Regions from separate parts of the Macaca mulatta genome. Here regions 1 and 3 are each linked to region 2. Evidence: chromatin contacts called from public Hi-C data. All regions are on one chromosome and are shown on one strand. Each heading gives the region's core, a stretch centred on a gene start, on an enhancer-like site or on the middle of the called end of the contact. The rest is flanking DNA. Distances are from core to core; before and after follow the strand shown.

Region 1 (3,918 bases), core at 710-3,209, 130 kb after region 2:
GCTCTGTTTATTTATTAAGATGAAGTCTTACTCTGTCACCCAGACTGGAGTGTAGTGGCATGATCTCAGCTCACTGTAACCTCTGCCTCCCGGGTTGAAGAGATTCTCCTGTCCCAACCTCCCAAGTAGCTGGGATTACAGGCGACCACCACTATGCCTAGCTATCTTTAAAATATATATATATATATATATATGAGAAATATATAGGAATGGGGTCTCACTATGTTGCCCAGACTGGTCTAGAACTCCTGAGGTCAAGCAATCCACCTACCTTGGCCTCCCAAAGGGTTGGAATTACAGGCATGAACTCCCGTAACGCCTGGCCAAGAAATTTCCTAACGCAAGCAGGTATCCCAATTTAGAACAGGCTGCCACTGCAGAAAGGCAACTGGCTTGGACTTCTGTCATTGGCAGAGGAGTCAGCCTCCACTGGGATCCTTCTCACCTCCCTGGGGCTCAGCTATGGAGTAGAGTGATTTACTTCCTCGAAGGGTGCATTATAACCCATCTTAGGAGTCATCTCTGATGTTTTCTCTCTGGATTCTGTCTTTTTGCCAGTTGGGAAGAACTGGAAACACCAGTTTAATTCTTGACCCTCCAGACCTGGCCACTGGTGTTTTCTTAAAATGTTAAGGCGTCTGTAATCAAAGAATGACTTCCCAAAACTTGGGATCTAATGATAGCAACAGCTAGAATATATAATTCTTAGTTGATTCGTCCTGGTGTGGGAACTTCATTCCCTCACTTAATCCTCCCAACAACTCCTTGAGGTAGGGATTATTTTCTTTTTAACTTTTTATTTTGAAATAATTTTAGCCTCCCAAAAAACCTGCAGAAACTGTAGGGTTTCCTAACACGCTTCATCCAACTGCCCCTAATGTGAACATCGTCTGTAACCCTAGGACAAGCCAGTTTATCAAAGCCAGGAAGTGAACACCCACATAATCCTATTAACAAATACACAGGGCCGGGCGCGGTGGCTCAAGCCTGTAACCCCAGCACTTTGGGAGGCCGAGGCGGGCGGATCACAAGGTCAGGAGATCGAGACCACAGTGAAACCCCGTCTCTACTAAAAATACAAAAAATTAGCCGGGCGCGGTGGCGGGCGCCTGTAGTCCCAGCTACTCAGGAGGCTGAGGCAGGAGAATGGCGGGAACCCGGGAGGCGGAGCTTGCAGTGAGCCGAGATCGCGCCACTGCACTCCAGCCTGGGCAACAGCGTGAGACTCCGTCTCAAAAAAAAAAAAAAAAAAACAAATACACAGGCTGGTCGGGCTTGATGGCTGACACCTGTAATCCCAGCACTTTGGGAGGCTAAGGGAGGCGGATCACTTGAGGTCAGGAACTCGAGACCAGCCTGGCCAACATGGTGAAAACCTGTCTCTACCAAAAATACAAAAATTAGCCGGGCGTGGTGGTGCACACCTGTAGTCCCAGCCTCTCGGGAGGCTGAGGCAGGAGAATCACTTGAACCCGGGAGGCGGAGGTTACAAGTGAGCCGAGATCGCGCCACTGCACTCCAGCCTGGCCAACAAGAGGGAAACAAAAGCAAGTATCTTGCTTCTCATCCTACTTTCCCCCCGCTAATTTTGAATATCGATGCACACACATCTTGACTGCAACGATTATGAGAAGTTCGCTTAATGGTGACCTTCGATTTCCCTCACTCCCTGTACATTTCCTAACTGAAAGAGCTGCAGTCAGCGACACGGCTGGTGAGGGATCCTGAGCCCCCGAAACGAACTCCATTACCACCTGAGGGACCCTCCAATGACCGCCCGGTTACGCAGGGTCCCTAGGGGGAAGCAGCCCCTCGGCAAAGTCCTGCCCCCAAGATGGCGGCCCCGGGCGGGGAGCGCCAGGTCACGTGATACAGCCTACGCCGACGTGGCCTCCAGCGGACGCCCCACGTGTCCCTCGCCGCGCCCCGTCCGCCCGCCCTTGCCCTGAGGACCCTTGTCCAACATGGCGGCGCCCAGCGGAGGGTGGAACGGCGTAGGCGCGAGCTTGTGGGCTGCGCTGCTCCTAGGGGCCGTGGCGCTGAGCCCGGCGGAGGCGGTGTCCGAGCCCACGACGGTGGCGTTTGACGTGCGGCCCGGCGGCGTCGTGCATTCCTTCTCCCATAACGTGGGCCCGGGGGTACGTGCCACCGCCGTCCCGGGTATTTCGAGTGCTGGCAGGCCGGGGGAGGGGGCGCGGAGCACTGGGGGCGTGGCCTGAGGAAGGGGCGCGGACCGCGGAGGTGGGTACTGAGGAAGGGGTGCGGTTTGTTAGGGTTGGAGGCTGATTGGTGAGCGCGGCACATTGAGACCGGGGTCACCACTGGGGCAGGACTGAACTCATGGGGAGCTGTGCCTTGTGGGCGCCAGCGGCGTTGAGGGGGCGTGATCACTTGTCACCTGCCTAGAGTGTCCAGGCAGCCCTGCCCTCCAGACGCAGAGGTGGGGAGGGGGCAGTGATGGGAGCGGCAGGAGGCTAAGGGGCATCTGCCCTCCTGGGCCTGAAGGAAGTCAGTCGCTGCAGCTCCGACGAGGGAGGAAGTTCCTCTTCCTTCCGTTGCACAAGATCCCCCCTCACCGAGGAAGTGAGGCCGGGTCTTCAGCCCTGTAAGGGTTATCAGCTTATCAGCAAAGTCTCTTCCCCTCTCAGCCTCCCTTTCCCCGCCTGTAATAATGATATCCTTACTGTTTTTTGACTACTTCATTTTTTCAGACTTACGTGCAGTGGCGGGATCTCGGCTCACTGCAACCTCTGGCTTCTGGGTTCAAGCAATTCTGCCTCAGCCTCCCCAATAACTGGGATTACAGGCGCGTGCCACCACACCCGGATAATTCTTGTTGTTGTTGTTTTTTGAGATGGAGTCTCACTCTGTCGCCCAGGCTGGAGTGCAGTGGCGTGATCTTGGCTCATTGCAGCCTCTGCCTCCTAAGTTCAAGTGATTCTCCTGCCTCAGCCTCCCGAGTAGCTGGGATTACAGGCATGCACCACCATGCCCAGCTAATTTTTGTATTTTTAGTAGAGAGGGAGTTTAACCATGTTAGCTAGCTGGTCTCGAACTCCTGACCACAGGTGATCCTCCCAATTTGGCCTCCCAAAGTGATGGGATTACAGGCATGATCCACCGTGCCCGGCCAATTTTTGTGTAAGTAGCAATGGAGTTCCACCATGTTGGCCAGGCTGGTCTTGAACTCCTGATCTCAAGGCGTCTGCCTGCCGTGGCCTCCCAAAGTGCTGGGATTACAGGTATGAACCACCGTGCCAGGCCGGTTTGCTGACTACTTCCTTAAAGCTAGGTGTGATGCCAAGTCCTTTATATGTTACGCCCAAGATACGGATGAGAAAATGCTTCAGATAAAAAAGAGAAACAGAGAGAAAATAGAGGCTCAGAAAAGTTTTCACTTGTCCAGGGTCCCCATGTCCCATGGCAAAACCCATCACTACAAAAATATGAAAAATTAGCCAAGCGTGGTGGCAAGCACCTGTAAATCCCAGCTACATGGGAGGCTGAGGCAGGAGAATCGCTTGAACCCGGGAGGCAGAGGTTGCAGTGAACTGAGATCATCCCACTTCAGCCTGGGTGACAGAACAAGACTCTGCCTCAAAAAAAAGAAAAAAGAAAAAGAAAGGAAAATTAGTTGAGTGTGGTGGTTGCGCACCTATTGTCTCAGTTACTTGAGAGGCTGAGGCAGGAGGATCGCTCAAACCTGGGAGTTTGAGGCTGCAGTGAGCTGTGATTACGCCCCTGCACTCCAGCTTAGGTGACAGCAAGACCCCGTCTATTAAACAAAATAAAAATTTCCTTCTATCAGATCTTTCTTTTTCTTTCATTCTCTAGGACAAATATACGTGTATGTTCACTTATGCCTCTCAAGGAGGGACGAATGAGGTGAGTTGTTCAAAATTCCTTCTAGCTTACTGT
Region 2 (4,326 bases), core at 136-2,635:
CTGTTGCATGTCCAGGGCGTACTTCCACAAGCGGATGCAGCGCTCGAAATTGCCCGAGTCGGCGTACACGGCGCCCCTGTAACGGATATAATAGGAAGTGTCGGGGTGCGAGGGACCGAGGATGCGCTCCCGGATCAACAGGGCCTGCATGCGCATCTCATCCGGGTCGGTGATCAGCGCCTCCAGCTCCTCGGTGGTGTTGACCTCCCTGGAATAGTCATAGGCCAGGACCAGCTGTGGGGGCTCCGGTTTGGGCAGGTACTCGCCCCCCTGGTGACGCAGCTCCATGGCCCGCCTCCAGTGTTTGAGGGCCCCAAGCAGATCTCGTTTCTTATCCACATACGTAGCTCCCAGCAATTCCAAGGCTTCCACGGCAGCTTCCCGGCTGGTGGGACAGCAGCTTTCATAAGATTCCCCGTTCAGTGGTTCCTCCGGGGAGGAGCTACAGCATGGGGCCCCCTGAGGCTGCGCACACCCCTGGCTGGTAGAGGGGCCTTCTTGGGGCAGCCCAGGCTGAGCCTCTCCCCCTGCGATCTGCTCCTGGCCGGGCTGCTCCTGGATGAGGTACTCCACAATGTTGGTGTGGCCCGTCACACTGGCCGCAAGCAGCGGGGTCATGCCGTAGCCGTCACGTTCCATGCGGGCCTTGCACCCCAGCAGCAGCTGCAGGATCTCCAGGCTGCCGGACTCGGCGCAGTCGTGCAGGGCCGTGTTGCCCTTGGCGCTGCGCCGGTTCACCTGGGCGCCCTGCTCCAGCAGGTAGCGGGCGATCTCACGATGGCCCTTGTAGCACGAGATCATGAGGCACGTGTGGCCGTGCCGGTTGGCCACCTCAAGGTCGGCCTGGTGCTCGCCGACCAGGTAGCGCACCACCTCCAGGTGGCCGTCGAAGCAGGCGGCGCGCAGGGGCGTGGAGTTGGTGCGCGTGGTGCGGTTCACCGAGGCCCCGCGGCGCAGCAGGCTCCGCACCACGTCCAGGTGGCCGGCGGCGGAGGCGGCCCACAGCGGCGGCGCGCCCTCGATGGTCTCGCCATCGAAGTGCACCGAGCCACCGGCCTCCACGCTCGCGCCGCACCGGTCCACCAGGTACTCCACCACATCCAGGTGGCCGTAGCGCGCGGCGATGAGCAGCGGCGTCCCCCCGCCGGCCACCTCGCCTGTCAGCTCGTCCAGTTCCTCCCGGCTCCGGCCGCTGAGCAGCTTCTGGAGCAGCTGCAGCTTGCCGTCACGGGCAGCGTTGTACACGGCGGTGCGGAGGTCCATGGTTCGGGCCTCCGCCAGGCCATGGGCCGGCCGCCGGAGGACGGGGAGACAGAGGATCAGAGCCCGGACGGGCGGGAGGCAACCTTCACCGTCTCCCTCGCCGCCATCTTAGGGGTTCCTCGGGCGGAACAAAATGGCTGCCGCGACCCGACGAATGGGAGCACGCCGGGAAATGGAGTCCTCTGCGCGGGCCCACTCCATAGAACAAAAAAGGAATCATGGGGGATTAAGACTACACTTCCTAAAAGGCCACAGGACAGCCCCCGCGAGCTGTGAGCGCGCGGCATGATGGAAATTGGTGTTCCAGTTGCAGTGCATGACCGGGGAAGTTAGCAATTTGAGAACTACAATTCCCGTCATGCAGCGCTACACGACCTAGCTTGTGGGAACCGGCGAAATTTGGTGACGTACTTCCCATGGCTGTCTCTACGTCAGAGCCTATGGAAAAAGCCTGCACGATGCCCTTAAGGACTACATTTCCCAAAAGGCATGGCGAGCGACTCTGAGCCAGTCAGGACCTAGACCGAAGGCCAAGCTCGGCCAGAGGGGGCGAGTCATGATTCGGGGTTGGAGCATAGGTGAGCAGCCCACCGGCAGGGGGCGCCAAGAGGAGGCCGAAAAGCCAGGCAGGGCGAAAGCGTTTTGAGCTGGGAGAACAGGGAGAGATAAGGGTAAAAAATTACGCGCTCAGTTCTTATTCCCCCATTCATTTATTCATTCATTCATTTACATGCATTTATTTATATCCTAGCATATGTCAGAATTTCCTTCTTCTATTTTATTTACGTAATTATTTCTTATCTTTCAATAACTTCGTGGGATTTTTTTGTGTGTTTTTGTTTTTGAGACAGTCTCTGTCTGTCGCCCAGGCTGTAGTGCAGTGGTGCAATCTCGGCTCACTGCAACATCCACCTCCCGGGTTCAAGCGATTCTTGTGCCTCAGCCTCCCAAGTAGCTGGGATTACAGGCGCCCGCCACCACACCCAGCTAATTTTTGTATTTTTAGTAGAGACGGGGTTTCACCATGTTGGCCAGGATGATCTCGAACTCCTGGCCTTAGGCGATCCCCCCGCCTTATCCTCCCAAAGTGCTAGGATTACAGGCGTGAGCCCCTGTGCCCGGCCTGACATGCTGATTTCAATTCCTTTGGATAAATACCCAGAACTGGGATTGCTGGATCATCTGGTAGTTCTACTTTTAAATTTTTCTTTGGAACTTCCATACCATTTTCCATAATGGCTATACTAATTAAAATTACCATCAATAGTGCGTAAGTGTTCTCTTCAAATCCTTGCCAACATTTGGTACCTTTCATCTTTTTGATAATAGCTATTCTAGCAGTTGTAAGGTGATCCATTTCCTGGCATTTTTTTGACAGCAGTGAATTATGAGACAGAAATCTTTGGTGGCCCGAATTATTTATTTTTAAAATGTATTCAAGATGCAATATATATACACTAAAATGCATTTTTTTTTTTTTTTTTTTTTTTTGAGACGGAGTCTTGCTCTGTCGCCCAGGCCGGAGTGCAGTGGCCGGATCTCAGCTCACTGCAAGCTCCGCCTCCCGGGTTTACGCCATTCTCCTGCCTCAGCCTCTCGAGTAGCTGGGACTACAGGCGCCCGCCACCTCGCCCGGCTAGTTTTTTGTATTTTTAGTAGAGACGGGGTTTCACCATGTTAGCCAGGATGGTCTCGATCTCCTGACCTTGTGATCCGCCCGTCTCGGCCTCCCAAAGTGCTGGGATTACAGGCTTGAGCCACCGCGCCCGGCCTGCTAAAATGCATTTTTAATAAAGAGGACAGGGCCGGGCGCGGTGGCTCAAGCCTGTAATCCCAGCACTTTGGGAGGCCGAGACGGGCGGATCACAAGGTCAGGAGATCGAGACCATCCTGGCTAACACGGCGAAACCCCGTCTCTACTAAAAACACAAAAAATTAGCCGGGGGAGGTGGCGGCGCCTGTGGTCCCAGCTACTCGGGAGGCTGAGGCAGGAGAATGGCGGGAACCCGGGAGGCGGAGCTTGCAGTGAGCTGAGATCTGGCCACTGCACTCCAGCCTGGGCGACAGAGCGAGACTCCATCTCAAAAAAAAAAAAAAAAAAAAAAAGAGGACAGGTTTGGCTAGGCAGGGTCACTCACACCTGTAATCTCACCACTTTGGGAGGCTGAGGTGGGAGGATTGCTTGAACCCAGAAATTCGAGACCCGCCTGGGAAACATAGCCCATCTCTACAAAAATACAAAAATTAGCTGGGCGTGGTAGCGTGCACCTGTTGTCTCAGCTATTAAGGAGGCTGAAGTGGGAGGATTGCTTGAACCTCTGAAGTCAAGGCTGCAGTGAGCCATGATTGCACCATTGCACTTCAGCCTGGGTGACAGAGGGAGACCCTGTCTCCAAGATAAATAAATGAAAATAAATAAATAGAACAGGTGTGACAAACATGCAGTTATGTAGCCAGTATCACAACTGAGATGTTCAACAGCATCTTCATTCAGAATGTTATCTCATGCTGGCTGGGAGCAGTGGCTCATGCCTGTAATCCCAGCACTTTGGGAGGCCGAGGCGGGTGGATCACGAGGTCAGGAGATCAAGACCATCCTGGCTAACACGGTGAAACCCCGTCTCTACTAAAAATACAAAAAATTAGCCGGGCGTGGTGGCAGGCACCTGTAGTCCCAGCTACTCAGGAGGCTGAGGCAGGAGAATGGCCTGAACCCGGGAGGCGGAGCTTGTAGTAGTGAGCCGAGATTGCGTCACTGCACTCCAGCCTGGGGGACAGAGCGAGACTCCATCTTGAAAAAAAAAAAAAAGAAAAAAAGAATGTTGTATCATGCCCTTTTGGTCAACGCCTTTGTCCACCCGCAGCCACTAGTAAATGCTGATCTGTTCTCTGCATTTCATAATAACAGCATAGAAATGGAAAAATGCAATATGCGGCCTCTGGGGTCTGCTGCTTTCATTCAGCACAATGCATTCAAGATGCAACTATGCTGTTGCGCGTATTAGTAGCTCGTTGCCTTTTATTATGGAGCTGTATTCCATGGCAAGAATGAGCCACCATTCT
Region 3 (4,311 bases), core at 68-2,567, 68 kb after region 2:
TCTGGGCAACAGAATGAGACTCTTTCTTAAAAAACAAAACAAAACAAAAAAGTAGTTTGATCTAAAGCAAAATGGTGACTGTCTGCAGAAACTAATGTGATGTCAAGTATAGATTTTAGCTATGAGATGAACCAAGAAAAGGTTCATTTGACCCCGGATGGTTTTGTGGGCCATTTGACTTTCATTGTTTTAATGCAAAGTGGATTTATGATAAAGTAATAAACGTGTGTGTGTGTGTGTGTGTGTGTGTGTGTGTGTGTGTGTTGGAAAGGGTGTTTATTGGATTTCTTTTTGTCTTCCGTATTTTCCTTCTTTGGGTCTCTACTGTATCAAGTGGAATAACAGGTATTCAGGAAGAGCGGATATTGCCTTAGCTGACCACAGTCAGTATTTCTTTGGGGTGCTACAGGGTAACTAGCTCTGCACCACCATCTCTATATAAGAGTTCAAAGAACTATAACCTTTACCAGTTTCCGTAGTGTACTGGTTATCACGTTCGTTTCACACGCGCAAAGGTCCCCGGTTCGATCCCGGGCGGAAACAGCTCTGCTCTTTTCCCTAACCGGAGAAGTAATATTATTTGCAATTCACCGAAACGTAAGTTCTGGATTGTGGTCCTATTATTTGTCTTCCGACTTCCTCCTGCCTTTTAGAAAGTTTTATGGGATTTAAAAATTCCGTGCGCGATGGCTCACGCCTGTAATTCCAGCACTTTGGGAGGCCGAAGAGGGCGGACCACCTGAGGTCAAGAGTTCGAGACCAGCCTGGCCAAAATGGTGAACCGCCCCTCCCCCCGCATCATCTCTACTAAAAATACAAAAATTAGCTGGGCGTGGTGACGCACGTTTGTAATCCCAGCTACTTGGGAGGCTGCGGAAGGAAAAATCGCTTGAACCTGGGAGGTAGAGGTTGCAGTGAGCGGAGATCGCGCCACTGCACTCCAGTCTGGGCGATAGAGCAAGACTCCGTCTCAAAAATAAGTAAACTCAAAGTGGCAAAACATCCTCTTCTGCGTTGGCCGGGAATCGAACCCGGGTCAACTGCTTGGAAGGCAGCTATGCTAACCACTATACCACCAACGCCACGGTAACAAATGCCATCTCCGGATATCCTTAATAGTAGGGTATCATGGGCTTGACTGAATGATACCAAGTCACATGGGGGTGTCTCTCCTTACCCCACCGGAAGATGTCGTTCATGGGGCGTTCCGCACCTTCGGCCGCCGACGCCGCGCCGCGGGGTTCCCCCCTAAGCGCCGCGGACGCCTTGGTACGTGCCTGGTGGTGTCCAATCCCAGGCCGCCGCCTGGGCCGCTCAACTTCCGGGTCAAAGGTGCCTGAGCCGGCGGGTCCCCTGTGTCCGCCGCCGCTGTCGTCCCCCGCGCCCGCCACTTCCGGGGCCGCAGTCCCGGGCATGGAGCCGCGACCGTGAGGCGCCGCTGGCCCCGGGACGACCTGCCCAGCCCGGCCGCCGCCCCACGTCCCGGTGAGTAGCGCCCGCGCGCCTCGTCCCGTCCCGGCCGCGACCCTGAACCCGCCATTGACCGGTCCCGCCTCGGCCCTGACCCTGCCCTCGCCATCGCCTGGCCTCCCCGCACTCCGGGGCCTCCATGCACCCGTCTGCGGGTCCCTCCAGCCCCCTGCCTCGTTTCCCCTCCGCCCCAGGCCCCCTTCCACCTTCTTTCCCTCCCCGATTCCTGCACTGGCCAGGCCACCTCCCAGTTTCTCCCTTTCCCGGTCGGGCTTCCCCACCCATCCCGTTGCTGCCCAGGCCTCCAGGCTCTGACCCCTTCCGGAGGTGGCCGCACCCAAGAACGACCTCGCTGCTGCAGACCTTGACACCCTCTCCCCTTCCGTGCAGGCTCTGGAGGTCCCGATCTCCTCCCTCTCCCCATGCAAATGCTGTATGTGCACAGAGGCCACCTCCCTCGACCTGCATCCTGTCCTCACCCCTTTACCCCTTCCCCCAACCTTCTCCCCAAGGCTTGGTCTCCCCCGACCCAGTCCTGATCCTCAACCCTACTTGATCCCTTTATTAAGGACATCCAGAGACTCTTTTTCCTGCCGAGGCGTTGGTGGTGTAGTGGTTAGCATAGCTGTCTTCCAAGGGTCCAGCCCACAGGGTCCATTCCCCTTCTGTCAGCCTCCCTTCTCAGGCCTGTCCAGACGCCCACCTTCTTCCCACACAGCCTTAGGCCAGCCCTGACACTTCCCTGTCCACACCGCCTCTGAGCCATCAAAAGCGGTCTATTCCCTTGGCCTCCACCCCCTGGTCTTCCCCAGGGGCCCCAGGAGGAAGTCACTTGCCTCCCCGGCAAGAACCAACCTGCTTTCGAGGAGCTGGGACTAAAGCCCAGGAGGTGTGGACTGTAGGCACCAATCCCTGCATTCCTCTGCTGGGTCCCGGGGGAATCGGGGCCCGTGGGATGGCTTTTCTCCCAGATTCTGTCCAGGGCATGCAGACGGTGCTGCAGAGCTTGAAGTCAGAGCTAGAATCTAGCCAGGTAGAATCGGGCCTGGCAGTCTGCAGCTCCGGAGTGGGGGAGGCTGAATGGCTAACCGGTGCTTCCATTAACCTGCCACCTTCATGACACGTTTCTCCTATAAAGGTCTGTGTCCCACGCCTGCAGCTGGAATGGAGGTTCTCTGGACCCTTTAGAAGGTCAGTTGTGCTGGGGTTTGGCAGCCAGGAAGTCTGGGGTGTGGGCTGGTGGGATTCCTATGCCTGCTCTAGAATATAGAGATTGTCAGGAAATGGATTTTTATGGCCCTGGGTGGTTGTCCTCTGCAGGGCAGTGGCTGCGGCTTTTTGTGTGCCTGCTGGAGGCTTTTCTTTCCACCCCTGTCCCCCTCTAGCTGCCCCTGGAAGGAGCTTTCTGAACGCTTTGAGGAGAGGAAGGGGAGAGTGCTGATTTCGACAGGATTTGGTGGAGGGGTGCCTGTATCCCCCTATACTGCCTGACCTGGTCAGTAAATGGTGTGGATTCTGCCTCTGAAAGGACTTTAGTTTAAGTCTTGCCACTTCCTGTGGTTTTGAGTAGCTTGTTTAGTTGACAGCGCTAGCTGTCATTTAGTTTGTGCTACATCAGACACTGTTTTAAAGCTGTGTATGTGCAGTCTCATTTAATTCCTTCTGTGGCCCCAGGCGTAGATACTGTCATATCATGTTCTTGCTGGGGAAGTGGAAGCTCAGAGAGGTTCAGGGACTTCCCCAGAAGTGGCAGAGTGAGGATTTGAACCCTTCTCTCTGAGACCAGAGCCCACACTTTTCACCACTGGACTGAGATTGCAGCCAGTGATTTTTCGTGGTGACTTTATGCTTAACCTCTTCCCTTACGATCTCAGTCCTGTCCCCATGTGCTTCCCTCTCTTCTTTTGTTTTTGAGACAGAACCTCGCTGTGTCGCCCAGGCTTGAGTGCAGTGGCGCAATCTCAGCTCACTGCAACTTCCACCTTCTGAGTTCAAGCAATTCTTCTGTGTCAGCCTCCTGAGTAGCTGGGATTACAGGCTTGCACCACCACACCCGGATAATTTTTGTATTTTTAGTAGAGATGGGGTTTCACTATGTTGGCCAGGCTGGCCTAGAACTCCTGACCTCAGGTGATCTGCCCACCTCAGCCCCCCAAAGTGCTGGGATTCCAGGCGTGAGCCACTGTACCCAGCTGGCCCTCTCTTCTTTACGCCTTTGGGCAAATGCCCATCATGGGACCTGGCTTGTCTGAGAAGGTAGTTGGGCACCAGCCAAACAAGGGGCCCCTTTGACTTTAGACAGCATCCAAGAAAGGACAGTAGCTCGTTCATTCAACCTGAAATGTTTGTTGAGGACTAGGCATAGTCTGGGCTCAGGCGATCTGTTGGGACCAGGATAGATGTGATCTGCCCTGTGGAACTGACATTCCCGTGAGGAGTGCCCCCTTACCCACAGAAGGGTTTCTCAGCCTTGCCACTGATATTTAGGGTTGGGTCCTTCCTGGCAGAGGAGTGGGAGGGGGGCTGTCCTGTGCACTGTAGGGGTTGAGCAGCATCGCTGGCCTCCACCAGCCACATGCCTCCCCGCACCGTCCCAGTCGTCATTACCAAAAATGTCCCCTGCGAGGGCCAGTTATCCCCAGGTGAGGCTCCCTGGGTTAGGGGATTCCATGAATCCTCAAGAGACTGTGTCCCATGATCCTCTGCCCTACGAAGGTCCCAGGAGGCTGCAGACATTGAAATCCTCACCCAGAGTGGGGAAGAAGACAGGAGGTGAATCTCAGGAGCTGGGGGGTCCCCCTCGTTTAGAATGCTTGTTCCCTGGAAAGTTTATTCCAGTAT

Evidence for each region. Hi-C and Micro-C count contacts between places; a contact is called where the count stands out from the background.
Region 1: a contact with region 2 is called in a Hi-C map of fetal cortex germinal zone, with 3 times the contacts expected there. The contact joins the promoter of MYDGF here to the promoter of FEM1A in region 2. A contact is called at or near these places in 2 of 14 Hi-C or Micro-C datasets (CD4 T cells and fetal cortex germinal zone).
Region 3: a contact with region 2 is called in a Hi-C map of fetal cortex germinal zone, with 4 times the contacts expected there. The contact joins the promoter of DPP9 here to the promoter of FEM1A in region 2. A contact is called at or near these places in 7 of 14 Hi-C or Micro-C datasets (CD4 T cells, blood, cortical neurons and 4 more).

The regions. Positions count from the first base shown.
Region 1 is chr19:5,520,531-5,524,448 of T2T-MMU8v2.0, reverse strand. MYDGF (myeloid derived growth factor) reads left to right here and starts at 1,959. Exons shown (of 6, transcript XR_013409591.1): 1 at 1,959-2,138; 2 at 3,835-3,885. It overlaps LOC144337035 (a long non-coding RNA gene), which reads right to left and starts at 3,625. Exons shown (of 2, transcript XR_013409628.1): 1 at 3,496-3,625; 2 at 1,948-2,757.
Region 2 is chr19:5,644,722-5,649,047 of T2T-MMU8v2.0, reverse strand. FEM1A (fem-1 homolog A) reads right to left here and starts at 1,385. Exons shown (of 1, transcript NM_001258156.1): 1 at 1-1,385. The coding sequence starts at 1,263.
Region 3 is chr19:5,576,342-5,580,652 of T2T-MMU8v2.0, reverse strand. It overlaps DPP9 (dipeptidyl peptidase 9), which reads left to right and starts at 1,317. Exons shown (of 22, transcript XR_013409569.1): 1 at 1,317-1,485; 2 at 2,609-2,661. TRNAG-UCC (transfer RNA glycine (anticodon UCC)) reads right to left here and starts at 1,082; the gene lies at 1,011-1,082. TRNAV-CAC (transfer RNA valine (anticodon CAC)) reads left to right here and starts at 470; the gene lies at 470-543.